2 separate regions of the Mus musculus genome follow, and region 2 is linked to region 1. Evidence: chromatin contacts called from public HiChIP or PLAC-seq data. All regions are on one chromosome and are shown on one strand. Each heading gives the region's core, a stretch centred on a gene start, on an enhancer-like site or on the middle of the called end of the contact. The rest is flanking DNA. Distances are from core to core; before and after follow the strand shown.

What was found. HiChIP or PLAC-seq counts read pairs in DNA pulled down with a chosen protein or histone mark.
Region 2: a contact with region 1 is called in a BATF HiChIP or PLAC-seq map of CD8 T cells, with 9 read pairs. The contact joins two enhancer-like sites. A contact is called at or near these places in 1 of 15 datasets of contacts at CTCF or cohesin (CD8 T cells), 2 of 484 Hi-C or Micro-C datasets (embryonic fibroblasts and nephron progenitors) and 6 of 115 datasets of contacts at active chromatin or transcription factors (CD8 T cells, bone marrow-derived macrophages, embryonic stem cells and 2 more).

The regions. Positions count from the first base shown.
Region 1 is chr5:64,657,897-64,664,624 of GRCm38.p6, forward strand. No RefSeq gene overlaps it. Among named protein-coding and RNA genes, the nearest start is that of Gm26761, 38 kb to the right of the region's middle. Within about 2 kb of position 4,340, at least 49 of the 459 cell types and tissues checked have an H3K27ac peak or open chromatin away from gene starts, as enhancers often do. A contact at or near this core is called in CD8 T cells and bone marrow-derived macrophages, where this site is marked.
Region 2 is chr5:64,777,744-64,784,471 of GRCm38.p6, forward strand. No RefSeq gene overlaps it. Among named protein-coding and RNA genes, the nearest start is that of Klf3, 22 kb to the right of the region's middle. Within about 2 kb of position 3,233, at least 87 of the 459 cell types and tissues checked have an H3K27ac peak or open chromatin away from gene starts, as enhancers often do. A contact at or near this core is called in CD8 T cells and bone marrow-derived macrophages, where this site is marked.

The DNA.
Region 1 (6,728 bases), core at 3,090-5,589:
AGTGAAACCTGAAGGCCACTGCCAATCATCTCCTTCACCAATGTCACTCCACGTCCTGCAGATTCTACAGCCTCCCAAAACAGCATCAACAACTGGGGTCGAGTGTTCAACACATGAACCTTCAAACCATAATGGATGAGCTAGCATTGTGACCTGCTGTTACCCAGTTCCAAACCACTGCTCTTCTCTACTACAGAGTTACAAGATCAAATGCTATCATCAGAAACAGTGTGAGAGGTTTGCGACCTCATCTTCAAGACCCAAGACCAGTTCTTGACACTTGACTCTACAGAGCAATCACTTCCTGACAGAAGAACCCCCTCTGTAGAAAGCTCTTATAAACAAAGTTTGTGTGGCAATCCTGGGTATCCAAGAAAATCTATGATGCCCATATCACACAAATGGTTCCTGTAACACAAAAGCACATGAAGGCTCAGCCTTTTATTTTTCTGATGCAGTTGAATGCAAGCAGAGTGTGACTAGAGAAAGCTTGAAGTATGTTGCAGCTGGGTTAATATTTGGTGACTGCCAGCTGTTACCACTTGAATGTGAACCTCAAATGGTCACATATTTAAAACCTTATCTGAATGTCAATGTCATTTAGACACCTTTGGGAGGCAATCGGGATTAGATGAAGTCACGGGGGTGGTACCCATGATGGTATTAGTGGCTTTATTAGGCAATGAAGAGAGACAAAAGCTAGCACTCTGGTGTCCCACCAAGAGATGCCCTCTACCACCAGATGCCACCACCAAACTCCAGCACCTCCTGGCCTTCAAAACCATGAGCTGTTTAGCCCCTATTTATACATTACCCAAGCTGTGGCCTTGAGTTAGAGAAACAGAAAACTCAGACACCCATCCTATGTCCCCTTCCCTCCTTCCCTGGGCTTCTGCCCCCTGCCTCCCAATTCTGGCATGCTGTCCTCTTCCAACTCTCGTACCCTCTGCCCAAATAGAAACGTCTCTGGCATCTGACATCAATCAATGTCTCTGTCATTTCAGCCTCCTGCTCCTGTACTTTCTTCTAGCCCAGGAGTGCCAGAGAAGGCTGTCTGACTCTTAGGAGCTACATAGCACAGTGACACCAATTTTCATCCCATCTGGAAGTATGTTAGTAAAACCTAGTCTATGCCATGTAAGCAGTAATAGTTACTAGCTATATAGTCATGGTCAGGTCTGCAATCCTGAAAGTAGGAATAGTCACAGATCTCACAGCACTGTTGGTTGAGTAAAGGAAGATGATACATGCAAATGGATCCCCCCATAACCGAGACTCCGTAGATGATCGACTCTCTGCGTTTCATTGCTTCTCTACCTCCTTCTGTTTTTTCTCTTCTGAGAAAAGTGAAGCACATCTCCAAATCCCAAGAAATACTTTGTCTTGCTCCAACATTCTCAGCACTGTAGCTTGTTGACCATACCTTATGTCCTGCAACGGGTTTATTATAGTTCAGTTTGTCAACACATTCATCATTTGTAGGCCTAAAGGGATGGGGAAGTGGGCGCTTACACAGGACTGTAACCATAGCTCCAGGAGAGGCCACCTGACACGAGCTGTGGATTTTCACAGAGAACAAAGCCACAGATCACTTTCGAGTCAGCGGAGGCTGATAGGGGAATAATTACACCTGCTTTCTCTCTTCCTCCCCCCTGATCTCAGCTGATGTTTTCCATTAGCTGCTCACAAGTGAGGCTGGAGGAGGCCAAGAGGAACCCACTTCACCCGTCTCTACAACCACTCTCCCAGGACATAGAAAAGAATGGTGGGGAATGAATCTGATCAGACAAAAGGAAGGTATTACTGTTGCCAAATAAAGGTGACAATAATAAATAATAATAATAATATAATAACAATACCACAACAACAATGAGACATAAGTAGGCAAGGACAGTGATCTGATGGGAAAGGACAATATCGTGTTTCCTATATTGCTGTCTCCTCATTGCCCTTCCATGGACAGGGACACTTCCGCTTTGTGGGCTCTCTCTTCTATGTCTGCTAAGAACCATCACTCACTCACTTGGCTGGTGGCTACATCTGGAACTCTTGCAGAAACCTAAGTTCCAACAGAGACTGGTGGAGGACAAGTCTTACAGAAGTGACTGGAACTTACTGAGACAGCATCATGCAGAGAGTCTCCAGACCCAAAGGCCAGGGATGGCTCTCCCTTTGGTCTGATGCCACAGTATCTCCTGCCTGCGTGGCTGCCTGGTACCACACAGGATAAGAATTTTCTGCATAAGGCAAAAAATAAAATAAGTTGTAGAAACCTTGGCCACCTACCCCTATGACCAGAGCTTTCAGATAGGTAGACTCTCTTGGGCTTTATAGTACAACTCGCATACCACTCAATCCCCTGAACTACTTTGCTTCTTGATGCCTCCTAACAGTCTGAACCCCTACCACATAGGGTGTAACACACTCTCCCATATACTATACCTAACCCTTTATTTCTGTAAATTCTTAAGATCCTATCTTCTACAAGCCTGGTTTACTTGATGTGTGTCCCTTTGCTTAGTGATGTCCCTACCCATCTTTTCTGGTATGCACCATATGAAGAGGAACACACTGCTAGCCCTGGCTCTACCATGAGCTAGTAATCAATATATTTATAATTGTTTGCCTCAGTCTTCTCATCTATAAAATGGGGGGGGCATACCACAGGTCTATTTGAAGAGTCTGTAGGTGGATATACATAGGTCACTGGAGTGAATGTTCTGTAAATGTTAACCATCATCATCACTGGTATCTAGGCTTTCCAAATAGTCCAACAAAGCAGTCCCAAATAAAACCCCTGGGAATTCAGATCACAGGAGCCGTTAAATAGGCACAGAGTGCCTTCTAGCCTCCATATGACAGTCTTCCAAGTTGGAAACAATTAATATGTGAAGCAGGAGAATTCTAAGTTCAAGGCCAGCCTAGGACACATAGTGAGACCCTGATTCAAAACAAATAATACCAAAGGAAAAACTTGGTCATCTAATCCTGCCACTTCCCTGGATGTTTCTATCTTCAATTATCATCCTGACCTAGCTGACTTCTACCAATGATTAGTCAGTTATAGGCCAACTCCATGTAGGTATTTGAGGTTTCATTCTCTAGCTTAAACAATGGCTGCTCTTCTGACCAGTAGCACTAATATGGAAAATATACCTGTCATTAATTGTAAAAATGCTTGCTGACATTTACTGCAGTCTTCCCAAGTCCAGTTTGTATCAGGTTTACTTTTTTATTAATAACTGTCAAAGGACATCACTTTTTCGTAGGCATGTTATTATTGTCAACAAATATGTCAGCAGTCATACTCTCTTGGGCCCAAATCAATCAACATCAGACGGCTTAAGGACGTATTCTCCATCTAACTTCGAGTGCTGCATTGTTAACGCAATGCTGAAAGACAACCTCTTTCTGAGGTGCAAAAAAGATGCTTAGACTAGAACTCAACTGGTTAAAAATTACATCATATTGCAATCACATTGGAAGTAATGAGTAGAAAGAAGAGACTTAGATAGGAAAGCCTTTGTTAAAACGTATCCTGTCTCATGTCATCTAACCCTGAGGAAACAATATAAAATTAAATAAACACATATCCTCCACCAGCTAATGAAGTTTTATCCTCTCAGGCTTCAGATAAACAGATCGCTGTTCATAAATTTTGCACCTTAGAATCTTCCAGCTCCAGGGCTGGAGACCCAGCTTAGCTGGTCGAGAGCTTGTCCATTTTGCATGGAATTCTTGGTTGATAGATAGCACCATAAGTTGGATGTGGTGGTCATGTAATCCCAATCACTCCAAAGGTGAAGACAAGAGAAGAGAAGTTCGGGGTCCTCCTCTGCTACATCTAAGGCCAGCTTGTAATAGATGATAGATAGATGTAATAGTCTCGAAAGAAAACAAAACAAAACAAAACAAAACAAAACTCTATTTTACTACCACCGCTTTTTCTATTGTTGGAAATACTTTTAAACCCTGCAAGAGTTAATTGTGTGACATGCTTCTCAGCAGGGAGCCACCCAAGTAAAAATCCAAGGTGATGGCTTCACAAGGAGACACAGGAACCATGCCCAATTGATTTCCTGGCTGGGAGCAAAGCTCTGCTACCTTTTGTCTCCAGGAACTGTCAGCATCACCAGGTTAAAAATGCATGCTCCCAACTCCGCCCCGTGCCTGAAGATCTCACATTTAGTCAGTTTCCCTTTGTTCTCAAGACCATATCTCCTTTCTGTACTTTTTTTTTCTCATTTGACTCAAATCAGGAAGGATTCAGGTCGTACCTACAACTTCCCCCCATCGATTCAGATAACAAGGAGGGTGTGGGAGTGAGAAGAAATTGAAAGTAGGGAGTGGAAAGTTGGAGCTTTCTGGTGGGGTCACCTCACCAGTCCCTTGGGGAGACGATCACAGTTTGAGTTGCTCGTTAGTAATTTTATTTCTAGGAAGCCTCTGTCTGTAAGTATTTCCTCCATAGTCCCCAGATTCCAAGGTCTTTGTTTGCTGGATAACCTTCCCACCCCTGTGCCTTTGCAGTTCTTACATATAAAACTAAATGATTCCAAGACAGTTTCTATAATTACTTTTAAAAAAGAAAAAAAATCAATAGCTCTCAGAAAACATATTGGCTTGATCTTCTAACCAGACTAGAGATGAAAGACAGGGTAGTTTCAGTTCTCTTGCTAAGATCAAGGCTTGAGGTGTCAAAAGCTCTAGCACTGTGGCTCCCTCCGACAGCTTGTAGCTCTGTGGACCACCTCTGCTTTCATGCAAATGTAACCCGGCCTCATTAGGAAGTATTAGTTCCCGTTTCAGCCTCAAGCATCAAAGCCATTTGTCATAATTGCTATAATTAGACCAGGCTGAAACACACCAATCGAACAGGCTGTTGCTTCGTGGGTGTGGTTGCAAGGGTATCCACGACCTGAAATTCCCACTGTGAGGTACTTTCCTCGAGTTAAGGTGTTGTTTTTCTTTAAATATATGAATATATATGAACATATGTCAGAAAGCATCTCATTCCACTGCTCATTTGCTGGCTCCTCTTGATGTATTTTAATTACTGGAGAAAGAAAGATATTTGAAGCTTCTGTGTCCAAGTCAGGTATGGCTAACTATGGTAGCTGATGGTAAGTTGATTCCTGGGATGCATTTGGTAGAAGAAGAGAACTAACTCCCACAAATTGTCCTTTGCCAAATCCAGGTTCCATATCTTCATTCAAGGCCTTGGCTATCTGCTGATTCCCTCCGCAGCCCTTCTTCCTATCATGGGTGTATGTTCTCTGAGATTATATACTGGATTCATTCTTCAAAACTATCAACTCTCCAGTTCCTTTACAAGTCTATAGAAGTCCCATTTCTTCCCCCTCTGCCCATCTTTTACTATTTTTCTAATCATCCAATAAGGAAAGATGGATTCACCCAGTGGTTCTCAATGGGATGATACCCATCTATGGACATACAACAACATCTAGAAACAAAAGACTGGTATTTTAACACACACACAAATACACACATTTGTCACTTATAAATTTATATTTAACTAACATAAAATATTTAACTTCTATTGCTCAATTTATAAACCATGGAAGGTGATTGCTAAAGGTCTAGTTAGGGAACACATGGTGGCAGGGGAGCACACAGAAGCCTGGGGCACAATGAGGCAGCTAAGAGAGAGACTGTATCTAGAGAAAAGCAGGGCTGAGTTAGATCTCTCTTGCACTGAGGAAGCCTTTCCTTTAGAGCTGCAACACTTGCCTCGGGGAAACCTTTTGTCTCAGACCTATATAACTCGGACAGTGACTTGAATCTGATCAAAGTTATATCAGAGCTCCTTCCAAGACACACATGAGACTGGGTGACATCAGAATCCCACTCCCAAACAACCCACTCTGTCAGCCCAACAGGAGATGTGCCATTGGGTGGGCTGTGCTAGATACCATGTAATTGTTAAGCCCTGGCTGTCATTGTTTGCAGAGACATATTTGACTTGAACACAGGGATCCTAAGTCCTAGACTGACTCCTAAAGCATGACACAAAGAGGCATCGTTCAAAAGGTTCAAAAGAGCAACCAGTTAAAAGGTTGGCAATTCACCAAGCTGCCAACAAGGGAGCCTGCATGGGACAGACCTGGGCCCTCTGCAAGTATGTTGTATTGTGTAACTTGGTCTTTTTTTGGGACTCCTAACAATGGGAACAGAAGCTGTCTCTGACTATGTTGCCTGCCTTTGGCACCCTTTCCTCCTATTGGGTTGCCTCTTCTAGACTTAATAGGAGAGGAGGTTCCTAGTCTTACTGCGACTTGATGTGCCATGGCTGGTTGATATCCATGGGAGACCTGCCCTTTTCTGAAGAGAAAGGGAGGGGGATGGAGTGGGGAGGAAGGGAAGAGGGCAGGGAGAGAGGGATGGGAGGAGAGTAGGGAAGGAAGTTGCAGTTGGGATGAAACAAACATACATACATACATACATACATACATACACACATAGTGTCAATTCCAGCTGAAAATGAGAATTAAGAAGTTTTTAAAGCAAGGGATAACTATTAGAATGGCAGATTTAAGTTGAACCATCATAATTTTATCTAATATAAGTAGATTAAAATGAAAGACAGGTGTGGTTTGGACAACTTGATAGAACTCACCTACACTGTTGACAAGTTAACATTTGAAGTCTAAAGATGCCAACATTTCATAACTGAGGCAGAAGAGTACACACCAGTGTTAGTTTAAAAA
Region 2 (6,728 bases), core at 1,983-4,482, 120 kb after region 1:
GGGGGTGTGCTATAACTTAATGTCTAAAAGAAGTTGTAAAATATTTTGGGGGGCATGCCTTCAATTTTAGATAGTAAAAGAACATCTGATAACACTTTGAAAACCAAGATCACAGGAAAGTTTTCTTTAAAATAAGCTAAATAAATTTTGCTTTCCCTCCCTAATTTCTAAAGACAGTGGAATAGAAAGAGTACTTTCTGGGATTGCAATAAAAGCATCAGCAGCCATTGTCACCAAGCGTGACACAAAGGGTGTCAGACACAGCCTTCGCTGGCCCAAGTTACAGGCATAGACCTGGCCCAGTTTCACAGTGCAGCTTTGTCAGGTCGGTTGGACTAAATTAACTTAATTAAACCAACCAGGACTGGTTTTGGTTTTTTCATGGCTGCGCTGAAACTTGCTCTGTCCAGCAGGCTGGCCTCAAACTCAGAGATCTGCCTGCCTCTGCCTCCGGACTTTTAAAAAGCATCTCAACGTACTTTTCTTCCACATCCAGAAGAAAAGAGGTGTCTTATCAAGTGTGCTTTGGGATAAAGAGATAGCTCAGCCATTAAAAGCTAGGCTCACAACCAAAAATATAAGAAGTGTGGCTAATTATGTCCTTATCACACTACCTACTAGAAAGGGCTACAACTCAGTAATGGGAAAGTCCCAAAGAGTGAACCTCGGAAAGATGTTTTCCAACACCACAGCAGAGAGAATGCCCAGAGACAAGTGGGGTGGGGGTGGGGGGAGAGTAGCAGACATGGTGCCAAGAGTTGCTGCCCTGGGAAATGGTGACAGTCGCCAACAAGGGTCGTTTTGTTCCTTTCTGCCTGGGCAGTTTTCTCAGCACCAAGTGTAGGGGCACGAATTGTGTTGGAAAATTTGTGCATACAAACAAACACAGATATTTAACAAATCGGGGGAAAGCCTTCACTTTATGGTGGTGCTCTCCAGAAGGAGATACGTTTTACCTTTGGGTCAGCAGGCAGAAGGGAAGGAGGGAAGAAGGAAGGGAGGGAGGGCGGGGAGGGAGGGAGGGAGGGAGGGAGGGAGAGAGAGAGAGAGAGAGAGAGAGAGAGAGAGAGAGAGAGAGAGAGAGAGAGAAAGAGGCAGAGACAGAGACAGAGACAGAGACAGAGACAGAAACACTGGACCTGACTTGAACCCTCAAAGCCAAGCCCCCAGTGGCACACCTCTTCAACCAGACCACAAGTTTTCCAACAAGGCCACCCATCCTAATAGTACCACTCCCTATGAGCCTTTGGGTGCTATTGTCATTAAATCACCATGCTATTTCTTCTAAACCTAAAAACTTTGAAGAGTTAGGCTCTGTATAGCTAATAGACCCATTTGCCACAGCAATGTAAAAACTAATTAAGCCAAGGTCCACACAGTTCATGTTATGGTTTTTGGATCTTGAATTTCCCCTAGAGACCCATGCGTCAAAGGCTTAGTCCTTACATGATAGTATTAGGAGGTGGTGGCACCTTTAAAAGGCAGAGACTAGTAGGAGGTTTTCCAGTTCCTGGAGTATTCCTTTAAGGACTATGGGATACTCAGCACTTCTCTGCTATTTTGGCTTTCTAATCCTGCGTAAGCAATCCTTGTGTGCCACCTTACAGGGGCCTGAAAGGGAGGACCCAATTAATAGCAGGCTGAGACCTTCAAAACTGAGCAGAAATAAACATTTTCTCATTATGATCATATCAGACATTTCATGACAGTGCAGAAAGCTAACTGACACCGTTTATATAAGATTACTAGCTGGGTAGAATGCTGGTAGCTGTTTTGTTTGTCTGGTTTGGTTAGATTTTTCAGTGTTTTTTTGAAACAAGATCTCACAGTGTAGCATGGGATTGCCTTTGACTTACTGGCTGGGCTAAACAGAACTCATGGCATTAGCCTCCTAGTGATGAGATTGTAAGTGTGTGCCATATACCCTATTAAAACATTCTTTAATATCTAATAGACTGGGCTGTCTAACGAGCAGGCTCAGTAAAGACAGGCACGTGCTGCTAACCCTGATGAACTCAGTTTGATTCTTTGGACCTACACAGTGGAAGGAGAAAACCAACTCCAAAGAGTTGTAAAGTTGTCCTCTGACCTCCACATAGCCACCATGGCATCCACATATAATATATATACATATATATACATATATACATATATATACATATATACAGATATACAGATACAGATATAGATAGATGAGTACTCTGTAGCTGTCTTCAGATACACCAGAGGGGACATCGGATCCCGTTACAGATGATTCTGAGCCACCATGTGGTTGCTGGGAATTGAACTCAGGACCTTTGGAAGAGCTGTCAGTGCTCTTAACTGCTGAGACATCTCTACAGCCCAGTTAGTCAGTTTCTTATAATTGCATCAAGTTCCTAAGAAAAAAATATGTAAGGGCAGACTTACTCTGCCCCACACAGCTTTATAGGTTTCAATCCAGACACCTGTCCCACTGTTTGCTTTGGATTTGGGTCAAGGCTGAGTGAAGGAATGACAGAGACGGGTGACAGTGTGACAGAGCAGAGCCTCAAGTAACTCTTAGACAGCAGAGGATGGAGCGCAACAAGGAAAAGCCCCGCTGACATGCCTTCAATGACCTACTGCTTCCAACTAGGCTCCACCTCTGAAAGTGCCCATTGTCTCCAAAAAACGCCATCTAATTGTGAAGTGGCCCCTGGATAAGAACATCCATTGAGTAGGTCAGGGCATCCACGATCCATCACTCACCCTCTCAGTCACTGGCCTGACCAGCCAGACACCGAGCCTTCACTGCAGCCTTTCAGAGAGACTGGATATCTCAACCATAACCGCCCTCGTTTTCTGATTTTCCTTATTCCTCCTCATCTCCATGTTGTATAAATACATTGTCTCAAAAGAAAGGGGGAGGGGGGACGACAAACATCAGCTCTAACCGTGCTTTTAATGTTTTCATGAGAGAAAGACACATGGTTCAGTGAATTAAAAACTGAAGAGATGCATGCATGGTGCGCTTGGTCCAAGTACACATAATCAAATGGGGAAAAGTTAAAGCATATTAACTGAGGGAAGAAAAACACGGCTCAGGGGACTGGCAGCTGGGGAGGGAGGGGCTGTGGGCGGGGCAGGGGAACTGAGTCAGGGAGACAAACAGGATGCTGGGAGGTGAGAAATAAGGGTGGGGAGTAGTGGGGAGTCTGAAGAGGAACTAACAAGATCTGTTGCTTATAGTTACCCAGAAACCCTTCAGAACAATAACACACAAACAAACTTAAAAGGAAGAAGCTGCAGGAGAGGGCTTCCAGCGGAGGAGATCAGCTGGTGTTCTGGTGTTGGGGGAGCTGTAGGTCAGCTCTCTCATAGTCACTGACTCTTCTTGACTAGATGGATCCGGGCAAAGCACGGTAGACCGGAAGAGTGGACCCCGGGCCCCAGGAAGTACATGCCTGTAAAAATGGGAACCTGGGCTCTGTTCATTCTAAGTTGCCGGCGCCTCTGGTTTCCAGCCTTTTCTGCTTGGCGATGCTTTCGAACAGATATATTTTGAGGAAGAATTCTGGTTTCGAGAAGCTGAGCAGGCCCAGCCACTCAAGCGGCCACCAAAAACTTCAAAATTTCTTCCAGACTTCTCACCCCTTCTTCAAGGGCTACCTCACCCCTTCCTTCTTGCCCCCTTTCCAGGTGCGTGAGTCTGAGGGTGCTTCCAAAAAGCTAAATTTTGCCTTTCATTAGACACAACTTACCCACTTCTTTCTAGCTATTTTTAAAAACACTTTTCCTTGCTCCTGAAAAGTGTGTTTATTAAAGAAAAACTACTTCAGAGTATTGAAATGTAAAGAAAAAAGAAGCCATCCTCCGGCCAGCCGCTGAGACAACAAGCCTTCCAATCATTTTCTTTCTTTCTCTTTTTTTTAATTAACTTACTTATTTTATGTATGAGTACACTGTTTCTGTCTTGAGGCACAGCAGAAGAGGACATCTGATCCTGTTACAGATGGTTGTGAGCCACCACGTGGTTGCTGGGAGTTGAACACAAGACCTTTGGAAGAGCACTTAACCACTGAGCCATCTCTCCAGCCCCACAAGGGTCTTCTTTTAAATTACTGGATTCACCAGACTTGACATCACTCTTTCACAAGGCTCTGAAGATTTCTAAGTGGCAACCTCAGTCACAAGTAGGGAAGGTATAGTAGAGAAAGTGACAGCTCTGCTCTCTGCTAAGGCGAATGCAGATGCATTATAAACTCTCTGAGTAGAGATCAACATCCTTCCGGCCCCCAGTGCCTGAGCCCTGGCTGTCCCAGTCTGCTGCTTAAATTTCTGATGCAACGGGGCGGTTTAATCCCAGCACTTGGGAGGCAGAGGCAGGCGGATTTCTGAATTCGAAGCCAGCCTGGTCTACAGAGTGAGTGCCAGGACAGCCAGAGCTACACAGAGAAACCCTGTCTCGAAAAAACCAAAAAAAAAAAAAATGTTTCTGATGCATGGGACCAGAAACCTCAGCCTGATACAATGTAGCTGGAAGCCCCCCCCCCTTTTTTTAAACTTTTTTTATTAGGTATTTTCGTCATTTACATTTCAAATGCTATCCCAAAAGTCCCCCATACCCTCCCCCCACTGCCCTCCCTCTCCCACTCCCACTTCTTGGCCCTGCTGTTCCCCTGTACTGAGGCATATAAAGTTTGCAAGACCAAGGGGCCTCTCTTTCCAATGATGGCAGACTAGGCCATCTTCTGCTACATATGCAGCCAGAGACACGAGCTCCGTGGGTACTGGTTAGATCATATTGTTGTTCCTCCTATAGGGTTACAGACTTCTTTAGCTCCTTGGGTACTTTCTCTAGCTCTTCCATTGGCAGCCCTGTGTTCCATCCAATAGCTGACTGTGAGCATCCACTTCTGTGTTTGCCAGGCACCGGCATAGCCTCCATATTTTTTTTCCAGCAAATCTTCCTTCCCCAAAGACCTCTGCACCATTCCTAAGGACAACCACAGGCTGAGTTTTCCTATAGACAACAGAGTAAAACTTCCAAAGCACTTGTGAATGGGCCACGCTAGGAGACCCAGGAGTTAAAAGGCTGACCAACATCCTTCCAACCATCCTGAAACTTGTGTAATGTCATTTGCTTTAGATGCAAAGACTTGGGGAGGCCTTTGGGAACAAAGAGAAAAAAAGGAAGACAGCTACACTATGTCAATATATCAAGCACGTTCCACATTCTGTTAGCTGAATCACAGAGGGAGAAAAATGTATGTGTGCCCCTCAAAAAAAAAAAAAGATGCTATATGTATAAATGCATCCATGTAAGACAGTCCCTGATTTAATGGTTTGACATAATGACTGTATTTATTTATTTTAACTACTAGATTCTTGAACTTCCTGTTCCCAACCAGCCATTGTTGGATTAGCTGAACCACAGCCTGTAAGTCATTCCAATAAATCCCAGATAGATAGATAGATAGATAGATAGATAGATAGATAGATAGATAGATAGATATGGATATATAAATATATAGATATATATGTAGTGATTCGTTCTATAAATTCTGTTACTTGAGAGAACACTGACTAATACAAAAGTTGATACTAGAATTGGTTCTGGAGCAACAGAAGTATAAGCACCTTTGGAAGTATCTTGTATAGGCTTTTCAATTCACTAACACAGATACTGATACACCAACTGTGAGAGATAATGGGTTTAGTGATTATATAAGAAACTTTTGACAGTTTTGGAAATAAGAAAAATGATGATGCTGGCTGGTTGCTCCTAGCACCTCTGGATAAATTGGCAAAGGATAGGGATGAGCCCATAATAAAATTAACCAACCTCTAACATCTCAGAATAGAGCAAAGCAATGAACTTAGTAATAAAATTGGCCTGCTCCAGGGCATGGACAGTCTAAAGCAGCAGTTCTCCACGTGTGGGTCACGACCATTTTAGGACCAACCCTTTCACAGGAGCCACATATTGGATATCCTGCATATCAGATGCTTACATTATGATTCATAACAAGACTGCAGTTATGAAGTAGCATCAAAATAATTTTAGGGTTGGGGGCGTCACACAGCACACGGAACTGTACTAAAGAGCTGAAGCATTAGGAAGGTTGAGAACCACTGGACTAAAATTTCTAAGTCTGCCCTGGAGAACAACCTTCTTTCCAGCAACCACAGAGCTCAAGCTGCAAGGTCCTTATTTTAGTTTGGCTTCCATTGCTGTGAACAGACACTGTGACCAAGGCAACTCTTATAAGGGACAGCATCTAATTGGGGCTGGCTTACAGGTTCAGAGTTTCAGCCCATTATCATCCTAGCAAGAAACATGGCAGCAGCCAGGCAGGCATAGCACTGGAGAAGGAGCTGAGAGTTCTACATCTTCATCCAAAGGAAGCAGGAGCTATCTTTCGACAGCGTGGAGGAGGGCCTCCCAAAGCCCATCCCCACAGTGACACAATTCCTCCTACAAGGCCACTATTTCTGAATAGTGCTACTCCCTGAACCAAGCAAATCCAAACCAACACATTCCACTCCCTGGCCCCCATAGGTTTGTTCAAACACATAAATCTATGGGGGTGATAACTAGCCGTAGCATAATGCAAAATATACACCTAGTCCAACTTCAAAAGTCCCACAGTTTATAACAGTCTCAACAATGTTAAAAGTCCAAAAGTCTCTTTTGAGATTCATGCAATCTCCTAACTATAATACCATAGTAAGTCAAAACTTAAAAAAAAAAAAAAAAAAAAAAA